Regions from separate parts of the Hordeum vulgare genome. Here regions 1 and 3 are each linked to region 2. A link is a contact called in public Hi-C data. All regions are on one chromosome and are shown on one strand. The core of a region is the stretch at or near the end of the contact, and the rest is flanking DNA. Distances in the headings are between cores, read along the strand shown.

Evidence for each region. A called contact is a pair of places that touch in the nucleus more often than the background predicts.
Region 1: a contact with region 2 is called in a Hi-C map of seedling, with 5 times the contacts expected there. The contact joins the promoter of LOC123404300 here to the promoter of LOC123404120 in region 2. A contact is called at or near these places in 1 of 6 Hi-C or Micro-C datasets (seedling) and 1 of 1 datasets of contacts at active chromatin or transcription factors (embryo).
Region 3: a contact with region 2 is called in a Hi-C map of seedling, with 3 times the contacts expected there. The contact joins the promoter of LOC123401073 here to the promoter of LOC123404120 in region 2. A contact is called at or near these places in 2 of 6 Hi-C or Micro-C datasets (leaf and seedling) and 1 of 1 datasets of contacts at active chromatin or transcription factors (embryo).

The regions. Positions count from the first base shown.
Region 1 is chr6H:323,169,109-323,172,248 of MorexV3_pseudomolecules_assembly, forward strand. LOC123404300 (cysteine-rich and transmembrane domain-containing protein WIH2-like) reads right to left here and starts at 1,569. Exons shown (of 3, transcript XM_045098225.1): 1 at 1,435-1,569; 2 at 1,173-1,332. The coding sequence starts at 1,486.
Region 2 is chr6H:323,434,595-323,437,530 of MorexV3_pseudomolecules_assembly, forward strand. It overlaps LOC123404120, which reads left to right and starts at 1,536. Exons shown (of 6, transcript XR_006611658.1): 1 at 1,536-1,863; 2 at 1,946-2,810.
Region 3 is chr6H:322,946,205-322,949,415 of MorexV3_pseudomolecules_assembly, forward strand. It overlaps LOC123401073 (DNA mismatch repair protein PMS1), which reads right to left and starts at 1,581. Exons shown (of 12, transcript XM_045094789.1): 1 at 1,239-1,581; 2 at 807-1,130; 3 at 1-680. The coding sequence starts at 1,460.

The DNA of each region.
Region 1 (3,140 bases), core at 319-2,818, 270 kb before region 2:
CTGTAGCGTGAGCCAGAGCCGCGCTACTGCTAAATATTAATTGTACATATATTACCTGAGCTAATAACAAGGATTTTTCTAATAATGCATTGGTGCCGGCGGGTGTCGTCTTACACAAAACACCGGATATTCGGCATGTGGGAAGAGGTGGGCATATTCCAAGTAGTAACGTGAAGAGAACCAATTATCTTAACACCAACACATGGTCGCATGTGAAACGCTGAATTTTATACTAACACTTGAGAACACTTGGCAGCAAACGAATTTGGACGATTTCCAGCTTTTGCATCTTGTCCGTCCGCCCGGAGAAGATTTATATCATCAAGATCGTATGTTTTGATCGTCATGATATGTATGCCGATGTAGGCCCTGTTTGATAACGAAGAATTTTCGTAGTATTTTTAGAATACTGCAGTCTTGGAGATTATCATAGTTTTATTTACAGTGAGGTGTTTGGTTGCCTCTAAGAATTGTGATTTTAAAACTGCAATATTAGAAAAACTGTGGTTTTTTCTCTGCATAAAAAAAGAACCCCAGACCTCTTTTTAAAAAACAGAGAAGGCAGCTAGCTAGCTAGCTACGAATGCATGCACCATCAACGGCTAGCTGGTAAATTTTATAGTAATATGTGGCGTAATCAAACGGTTTCTCTATATTGTGAATACTGCAAAAAATATTGTTATATTAAAACCATGGTATTTTCTATCTACACGTAAAATTACTGCAGTTTTTAATACTTTAGTTTTTTTACTACTTTGTTATCAAACAGGGCCGTAATCTCGGTTGTAAAATATCACTACGAGATACGGTTCTTGATTTCATCAATGAAATCTCCGGGTATGAATATCAGAGATAGGAACAGGTAGGATTCGTACGTCCCGTTTGACCGAGGTTGATCATAGGCGCGGTCTTTACCATTAATTTGCGGTTGACAAGTCGTCGAGGTCTCGCCGTTTCCAGGGTAGCTCACGCGTCAAGTCGCCGTCCCTACCCATAGAAACCAAACGTGCGCGCAACGAAGTCTATCTAGCTAATTCACCGGCGACGACCCGGGCTGATCTTTGCCCAGCCACCAAATTAAGTTCCTAACTCTTTGAACAAGCTGTCTTTAATTAATCCTATTCCTATCTAGTATCTATGCAGTTGGATCGAAATTAAGACAGAGGACGTACCATCCTTGCATGAAGGAAGGCCCGCTGTTCTGCTGCTGCTGCTGCTGCTGGGGCGGGTAGCCCTGTTGAGGTGGGTAGCCCTGCTGGCCGTATCCGGCCGGCGGGTAGCCCTGCTGCGGCGGCGGGTAGCCGGCCGGAGGGTACCCTTGCGGCGGGTAACCTGGAGAATTGAAGGTTCACGCACCACGCAAGGTCAATTCCGTTGAACCGTCGGGGAAAAGGTAGAAGGAGAGGTTGATGGAATGGAAGGAGGCTGACATACCTTGCTGCGGCGGGGCGCCGACGGGCGCCTGCTGCTGGCCGTAGTAGCTCATCTCCTTCCGGCGGGGGGGGGGGGGGGGGGGGGGGGGGGGGGGGGGGGGGGGGTTGGTTCTGGTTGGTCTCTCGCGCTGTGCAGGGCTACGGGTTGCTGCCTAGGCCGAGTGGTTTTATAAAACGCGGGGGGAACATGACTGACCTGGCTGGCGGGGCCATCTAGCCTCGAGCGTTCGGGGTGGACTTGTCGCTGGCCGTGTACGTACCTGCCTGGCTGGTGGCTGCTGAGACTGTAAACGACGACCACGACTAAGTTAGGTGACAACACACATAACAAACGAGCTTTTTTTCTTTCTTGAGTGTACATAAACGAGCTTTTTTTAGGTAATAAACGAGCTACTATATACTTCGAATAGTTTTTTCCAACTAAAATTATTTAGCTATGAAAAAATATGTATGGATTTGCTCATAAGATCCGGATTTTCTTGGTAGTGGTACCTATCAATTTCTTTTTAAACGAGGCACCTAACAAACTTATTACCGCCGGTCACGTTTGCTTCTGGAGCTCAACAGATAAATGGAGTTTCGGTGACAGAGTTGACCTAGCACAGTTGATTTGACGAGCGTTACTCACCTGTTTTGGGAGTTTCTTTTTAGCTTCTTGATGGAGCTGCATATTAAATCGCAAAAACAAGAAGAAGCACGCATCGATCGTGCCGAGGGATGCGCATGTTGCTGGCAGGTTTGACCGAGCAACGGTAATTGTTTTCTTCTTCTTTTTGGCGGGCACGGAGCACAGTAATTGATTTTTTTTTTTACTAATAACAGAGTAGGAGGGATTATTCAAGAACCTCAATAGCCAGCGAACGTTTCCTAGGAGAGTGATATTCGTTTTTATGACAAATTATTTCATTACAGGACAATTTCTTCAGAAACATATGCCAAATTCTGCAAACAAAGGATTTTATTGTGAAATGTGTCGTGTTCGCTTGAATCAATTGTTAGGTTCATGCAAAATGCATGGAATGCAATCCCGTGGAATAACGTGGTGCACGTAGGATTAAGACTGATGATATGGGTTCACGTTTTTTATCAGGATTTTTCGCTGCTAGATTGTGTTGGTGTTCGGCCTTCATGGTCTTATCTATGTAAGACTTGGTCGTAATGGTTTTTATTTGTGTAAGACAGTATGTATGGACGTAAAACTCTTGTTATTCAGCTTTTATATATTTGGTGAGCGTTGAACACGTGCATTCGGTGATCACGACTTATGAGTCCGGATCCCCACAGCCATGGACTCGTAGCTCTCTGGTGAACTACTCACACATCATCATAGAGGCAGTAAGGTTGATGTAGAAAGCCTCCGTGATCAATTCTCCTCCGACAGGGTACCAAAAAAGGTCTTAAAATGGGATCACGACGAAACAAAGACTTGCGACGGCGAAATCAGGTGAGGAGGTGCCACGAGGGGCCCGCGAGCTCATGTGGCGCGCCCTACCTCCTTGGGCGCCCCCAGACTCGTCGCCACCTCGTGGCTCCTCAGGTCTTCTCCCGAGGTTCCCTGGATCTTTTTTGATCCAGAAAAATTCATCGTATTTGGACTCTGTTTGGTATTGATTTTCTGTAAAAGTCAAAAATACGCAAAAACGAGAACTGACACTAGGCACTAGATTAATAGGTTAGTTTCCAAAAATAAAATAAAATAACATGTTA
Region 2 (2,936 bases), core at 286-2,785:
ATGTTCCTGTTACTCTCCAGACTTACCTCCTTAGCCCAAAACTCCTGCTTAATGATTATGCCATGTGAATAGGACCATAAACTATTTTTACCAAATATTATTTCCACCAAAAAGCATTTCCTTGATTTAAGCTTTCCAAAACCCCTGAGTTGGGATTTGTACTACAAGTCCTCAAATTAGGGAAGTTATATTGCATCAAATAATTTATTTAAATCCCATTATCAAAATGGCTTCCCAAAAGCCATGTGTTATTATTTTAAAAGTTAATTTACTATTTTATTTAAATACCTTTCTCTGAGGCCAATGAAGGAAAGTGATTTTTATTGCTTTCAAAATATTTGAGAAAATTTACAGAAATTCAGTGGACATATATATTCCATATATAAGAGTTTCAGCACATGGTCATGTTCACAATTCAAAACCCTTCGTGCCTATTTCAAGATTTTGAAATGCTTCTATAAGAAATATTCTTAATAAATTCCTGTAAAATTCTAGCATGTCACATATGATATATGTGATGATCTTGCCAAGTTTCATCTCAATCCAAGTTGATTTGATTCACTTAATTATTCTAAAACCCTATCTGTCCAGATCCAAATTTGAGCAACTCTACATTGCCAAGTGTCTCCATTTGTGCTCAAATTTGATGGACATGTTCTAATACTCCAATAATGAATCCACACCAAGTGGTGCATAAAGGAGAATAGAAGAACTTGTCCCAAACCCCTCAAGACCTTCTGTGGTGATTTCTAACTTTGGAAAACTTTACATTACACTACTAGGAAAAGGACTATATATAATATAGACACTGATGGCGCACCAGACAAGTAGTGCGCCACTACTATATAGCAGTGGCGCACCATGTGCAGGAGCGCCATTAGTGTGATGGACACTAATGGCGCACCACACACTCGGTGCGCCACTACTAACAAACTTTTTTTTCTTCCAAAAGTACTAATGGCGCACCGGGGCAGAGTGTGCCATTACTAGTTTAACTAGTAATGGCGCACCACTCACCTAGTGCGCCACTACTATAATTTTTTTTGCAAAACTACTAATGACGCACCACCAGCTGGTGCGCGATTAGTAACCAGGGTTACTAATGGGGCACCTCTCTAGGATGCCCGCAAAAGCAAAACCCCCGCGCCAGCGAGCGGCGAGCCCCTCCCCCGCGGCGATGACGCGGGCGGGGAGAAGAGGGGGCTGACTCTTATGGGGAACAAGATCACGCGGACGACGCAGGTGTCGGCGACGGAGTACTACCTGCACGACCTTCCCTCCACCTACAACCTCGTGCTGCTCGACCCCGTCGGCCGCGGCCGCTTCCTCAAGTCCGTCGTGTGCAAGCACGATGAGGGCCTCCTCCTCGTCAAGGTCTACTTCAAGCGTGCCGGGGAGCCCCTCGACCTCAAGGTAAACGCTAGCCGCCGCATCCACATCCGCACATCCCCTTCCCCCTTCGCTTTGGGCGGACCATGAGGAGATCTGCCTGTCGCCTCGCAGGACCATGAGTGGTGGGGAGGATGCCACCTCTCCTGACCTCCTCGTCGACAAGGTCAACCTCCCATTCAAATGCAGGTGCTCCCCCTCCGTGCCCTCTCTCTCTTCCCTGACTCTCGTGCTGGATCGAGTGGCGGTTCGAGGCGAAGATGGCGGATCTCGGGCGAATGGCGGAGGAGGCCGGTGACACGGACCAACGGAGGGGAATGGAAAAAGGCGAGAGGTGTCTTGTGGCAGCGAAGGAGAGGACGACGGTGGGGAGTGATGATCCAGGCGGCGGCCCTGCTCGACAAGATCCTCGCGTTCGCGTCAAGGGAGCCATGTGCTTCTTCTCGGGACGCCGATGCCACGTAGCTCGTCAAGGTGCCCCCTCGTCCCTCTTATCCTCCATGCATTTGTCCCTCTATTGGATTTGTTCCTCTGATTTGTGTTCGGTTTCGGGCAGCTCCTTCTCTACTGCGGGAGGATTGATTGGGTTGGATTGGTTTCTACTTGCTTTTGTTCTCTGTTTGAGAACCTGAGATGCAGCCCTCCAAATCTTCGGCCCTAGGATATAAGGAGGTTTGGTTTTGCTTCTACTCTACATTAACTGTTGTTACCTGCACTTTGCCACTCATTGATGCTTCTTCGTTTATTTTTTATGCATGTGTGATGTCGGTGATAGGAGAGCAAGTTCCTCAAGTTCATGAGGAATCCCCTCTCAACTTGTTAGCACAGGTGTCTCCGACTCTTGTGAGTTGCCGCTGTAGATGATATGGTCGACATCCTTGCTACTGGCTCCTAATTTTTTTGTGATGAACAGATGGTTTAGATTTAGTGTGTATATCTTAGATGTTATATTGGTTTGGAAATTAACTTGTTACCTTTGTCTAACTTAATGTCAAGCTAAACCTGATGCAGATGTCCATGTCTTTGCAAATGATGTCAGTAGGAAGTTTGTGTGTGTGCTTTCTTCATAGTGTAAATCTGTTGGAGCTAGCTCTGAGGTTATTTGTTTGTTTGTGAGGAAATCAAAGCGGCAAAGCATTGTACTGCAGGTGTTGCCATCAAGATATCTCGTGGACGAGTTATACTCCTCGGTGCTCATGTAAAACTAACTTATTTTTCTCTCTACAGCTGTATAATATAGAACGGTTGAGCTTAACATCTCGCTGCTAATATTTTCAAATATATTGCACCCCATGCACAACCCATGCACCCATCCTATTTGATATGTCGAGGCTGGATGTTTTATCTACACTTTCTCTTCTTAGTGGTGAAATGGTGATCCATTAGAAGCAAACCTGGCCGATAAGCTAAAGGAAGTTCAGGTAAATGCTTTACTTTAGTTCCTGCACTTGAATTTAACTGCTATCTAACTTTACCTTGGCAATACCGAGCAACAAATCAGTATCTTATGTTATTCTCCAAGGAATTTCTACAGCTTGGTGTTTTCT
Region 3 (3,211 bases), core at 331-2,830, 490 kb before region 2:
TGATCCTTCGGTGGGTCCTGATCATCACTATCAGTGTCTTCCTTGCAGTTATCATTTTCAGGCGATGAAACATTCTCCTTGTCCATTAAATATGTGCTTTTAATAGGTTCATCAATCGTAGGGTCATCTTCCTTTACAGGATCTTCAGTGTGATTGACCTTTTCAGGATCTTCAATGTGATTGATGGAAAAACTGCACTGTTGAGGGTTGTACAGGCTTTCAATAGCCTCCCGTAAAGATAACAAAATAGTATCCTCGGATGAGAAGAAAATTTTCCTCTTATCAGGTGCGACATTGACATCATAAGATGTGGTTGGGATGCAAAAATTTAGGACAGCCAGAGGGTATTGCCTGGAATTGGAACTCCTGTACAGTTCATTAACAAGTTTGGTTACCTTTGGCATGTCGACGGGTCTGCCATTTACATAGAAGAATTGTCTATCTCCTGAATTGCGGCCGGTGCCTGGTCCAGGCTTGGAAAGAAAACCTTCTACCTGGCAGCCTTCAGAGAGGGCCAGGTTGAAGGGCTCCAGGCATTTTAAAGTGTTCAAGCCAAAGACCGTAACGATATTGTCCTTCAGCGAACTGCTTCCTTGAGTTTTAACCACCACCATTTTAGAATTCTTGCCAACAGTATTTGTGCAAAGTAATCTGACCCCTTTGGCAATTAAGGCATAAGCCTAAAGCAGGTAAGACCAGACAATTAGTAATGGGACATTATAACAACAGGAGAAAAGAAGTTTGAGCATCTATCGTAATAAAACAGGATGTAAAAATAAATACAGAAAGCAAGATGTGAAACTCACATGTAGCAAGGAGATCACTTTCCCGTACTCCTTCTTGATATTCCTGCTAAACTCCTTGCCCCGAACCGGCAAGGTGGAGAAGAGTTTCTCGATGGTTACGGTGGTCCCGACTTGCCGTGCAATCTTCCTCTCACTGCTGACCACACCCGAATGCTCAAACTCCAAATGTGTGCCGACCAACTCATCTTTAGTCCTTGTCTCGACCGTCAGTTTCCCCAATGCACAGAGGGAGCTCAACGCCTCCCCCCGGAACCCGAAGGTGACCACGGAGTTGAGATCGGAGAAATCCGATATCTTGGACGTGTGATGCTTTAGAGCAAGCGCCTAACAAGGTGACGGCACGACGGCATGGCACGGTCAGCAACCAATGACAGGCCGGAGAAACGACAAAAGATGCAGAGATTAGGAATGAGGGGTTGCGTTTGTGCGTGCCTGGAAATTGCTGGGCGAGATGCCGCTGCCGTTATCGGCGACCTTGAACCACTCCTCACCGTAGGCCTTGAGGCCGACCTCGACGGTGGTGGCGCCGGCGTCGAGGCTGTTCTCCACGAGCTCCTTCACTGCGGACGAGAGGTCGAAGATGACTTGGCCGGAGCAAATCCGGTGCACCGCTGATTTGCCGATAGGCTTTATCGCCGGCGAGGCTCCTCCCATCCCCACTAAACCAGTAAGCCCTACCGGCTACCGCAGCTCGACCTCCAGTCGAGGCCACGAGGGTTTCGTTCCTCCCTCTCTCTCTCCCTCCTCCTCGTTTTTTTTTTCCTTCAAGAAATCTCCCCTCCTCGCTTCTGCTGCGCGTTATAGGCAGAGACGGGCTGGGCCATACCACCACAGCCGTCCGTCTGCCTCTCAGTTGGGCCTATGTGTGGGCTTCACGTGAACTCCTTGCCGCTCGCCGCGGCAGAATGCCGAGCAAATGCACGCACATAGCGAAGGCAGCTGCGTTCCTTCCGACCGCAAGCGTTCACTCTAGCTAGGGTTTCGTTCTCTCGATGGCGATCTCGTCACCGTTGAGTCGGAAAACTTTATTCCTTTCCTTCGATCGGATGAGGGCTTCGTTTCCTTTTCGGTTACGAACTCCTCTATTGGGGTCGGCCTGGGTTAGTTTTTCCCATCTTCATATACCCGGTTACGATAGATCGGGTTATGTTTTGCTGAACTATGGTTGCGAAAAGAAAAGGGGGCCTGGCTGCGGCCGGCAGCTCTTTTATCGCATCGGAGATTGAGGAAGTGATGGCGGAGCTTGGTCTTCAGGAAGCCGACATGGATGACGTGGTGGTGGACAAGTCCGAGGTGCTGCGGGATGCTGCTCTATGGCGTGCGGTGACGCGAGTCCACATTGATAAACCTTACACCTAGGGATGGTTTTTCAGAAACATGCGTGCGGCATGGAGCCTTGCGCACCCGGTCAACTTCAAGCCGCTGGAGGAGAACCTGTATACACTTCAACTCCATTGCGTGGGCAATTGGGAGCGAGTCATGCAGGAAGGACCTTGAAAGTTTCGTGGTAATGCAGTCATAATCACCCCATATGATGGTGTAACTCGACCATTTAAGGTTAAGCTTGATAGCTTGGACATATGGATCTAGATTCATGATGTCTTGAGCCTCTATGCACACCTGGTACCCACCTTAGCCTCAAAGATGGGAGAAGTTCTGTTCTCAGAGCGTGCATCCTTTGATTTCACGGGAAACTTTTACCGTGTCTAGGTCCGAATCAACGTCCACAAACCGCTGAAGAACGTTGTGTCTTTGATCAGAGACTCGAATAGACAAATCTACAGGGTGAAATACGAGCGTCTTCCAGATTGGTGCGCTGTCTGTGGGCACCTGGATCATGTGTTTAAAGAGCATGGTAATGGGATTCACCCAAAAACTGCATTAGTCTTCAAGGATCTCCGAGCATCTTGGGCCATGCGTGAGGATCAAGGGCCAAGAGGTTTATGTCGTCGTTTTCTCACGACAGATGTCATGGGGTGGCTAATCGTACGTGGTTGGGACCGAAAGGACGCCGACGGGCTCCGGAAACAGGATTGGAAACGAGCGGTGCGAGACACATGAAGTACCCAGGTTCGTGGCCCTCCCTGGGAGGTAACATCCCTAGTCCTGCTTGAGTTGGTTGATGATCCGGCTGGGGATACCATAAGCTCCTGGAGTTGTATGCTGGAGGAAGAAGGAGCTGGGAGCTGTCTTTTCCCCTCGTATGTGTGTGTGAGTGTGTGATCGGCCGACCCCTGCATGGGGGTGCCAGGGGGTTTACAGGCCAACCCCCTGGCTTACAATAGGAATAGAAGGTACTGGGTGGGACCCGACTGGCGGCCTCTGGAGCCGGCCAGGGGTCCCACCGGCTAGAGAAGTCTTGTCTCAAGTGGGGTCCCACCAGCTGCAAGGTCCTGCGTGGCGCT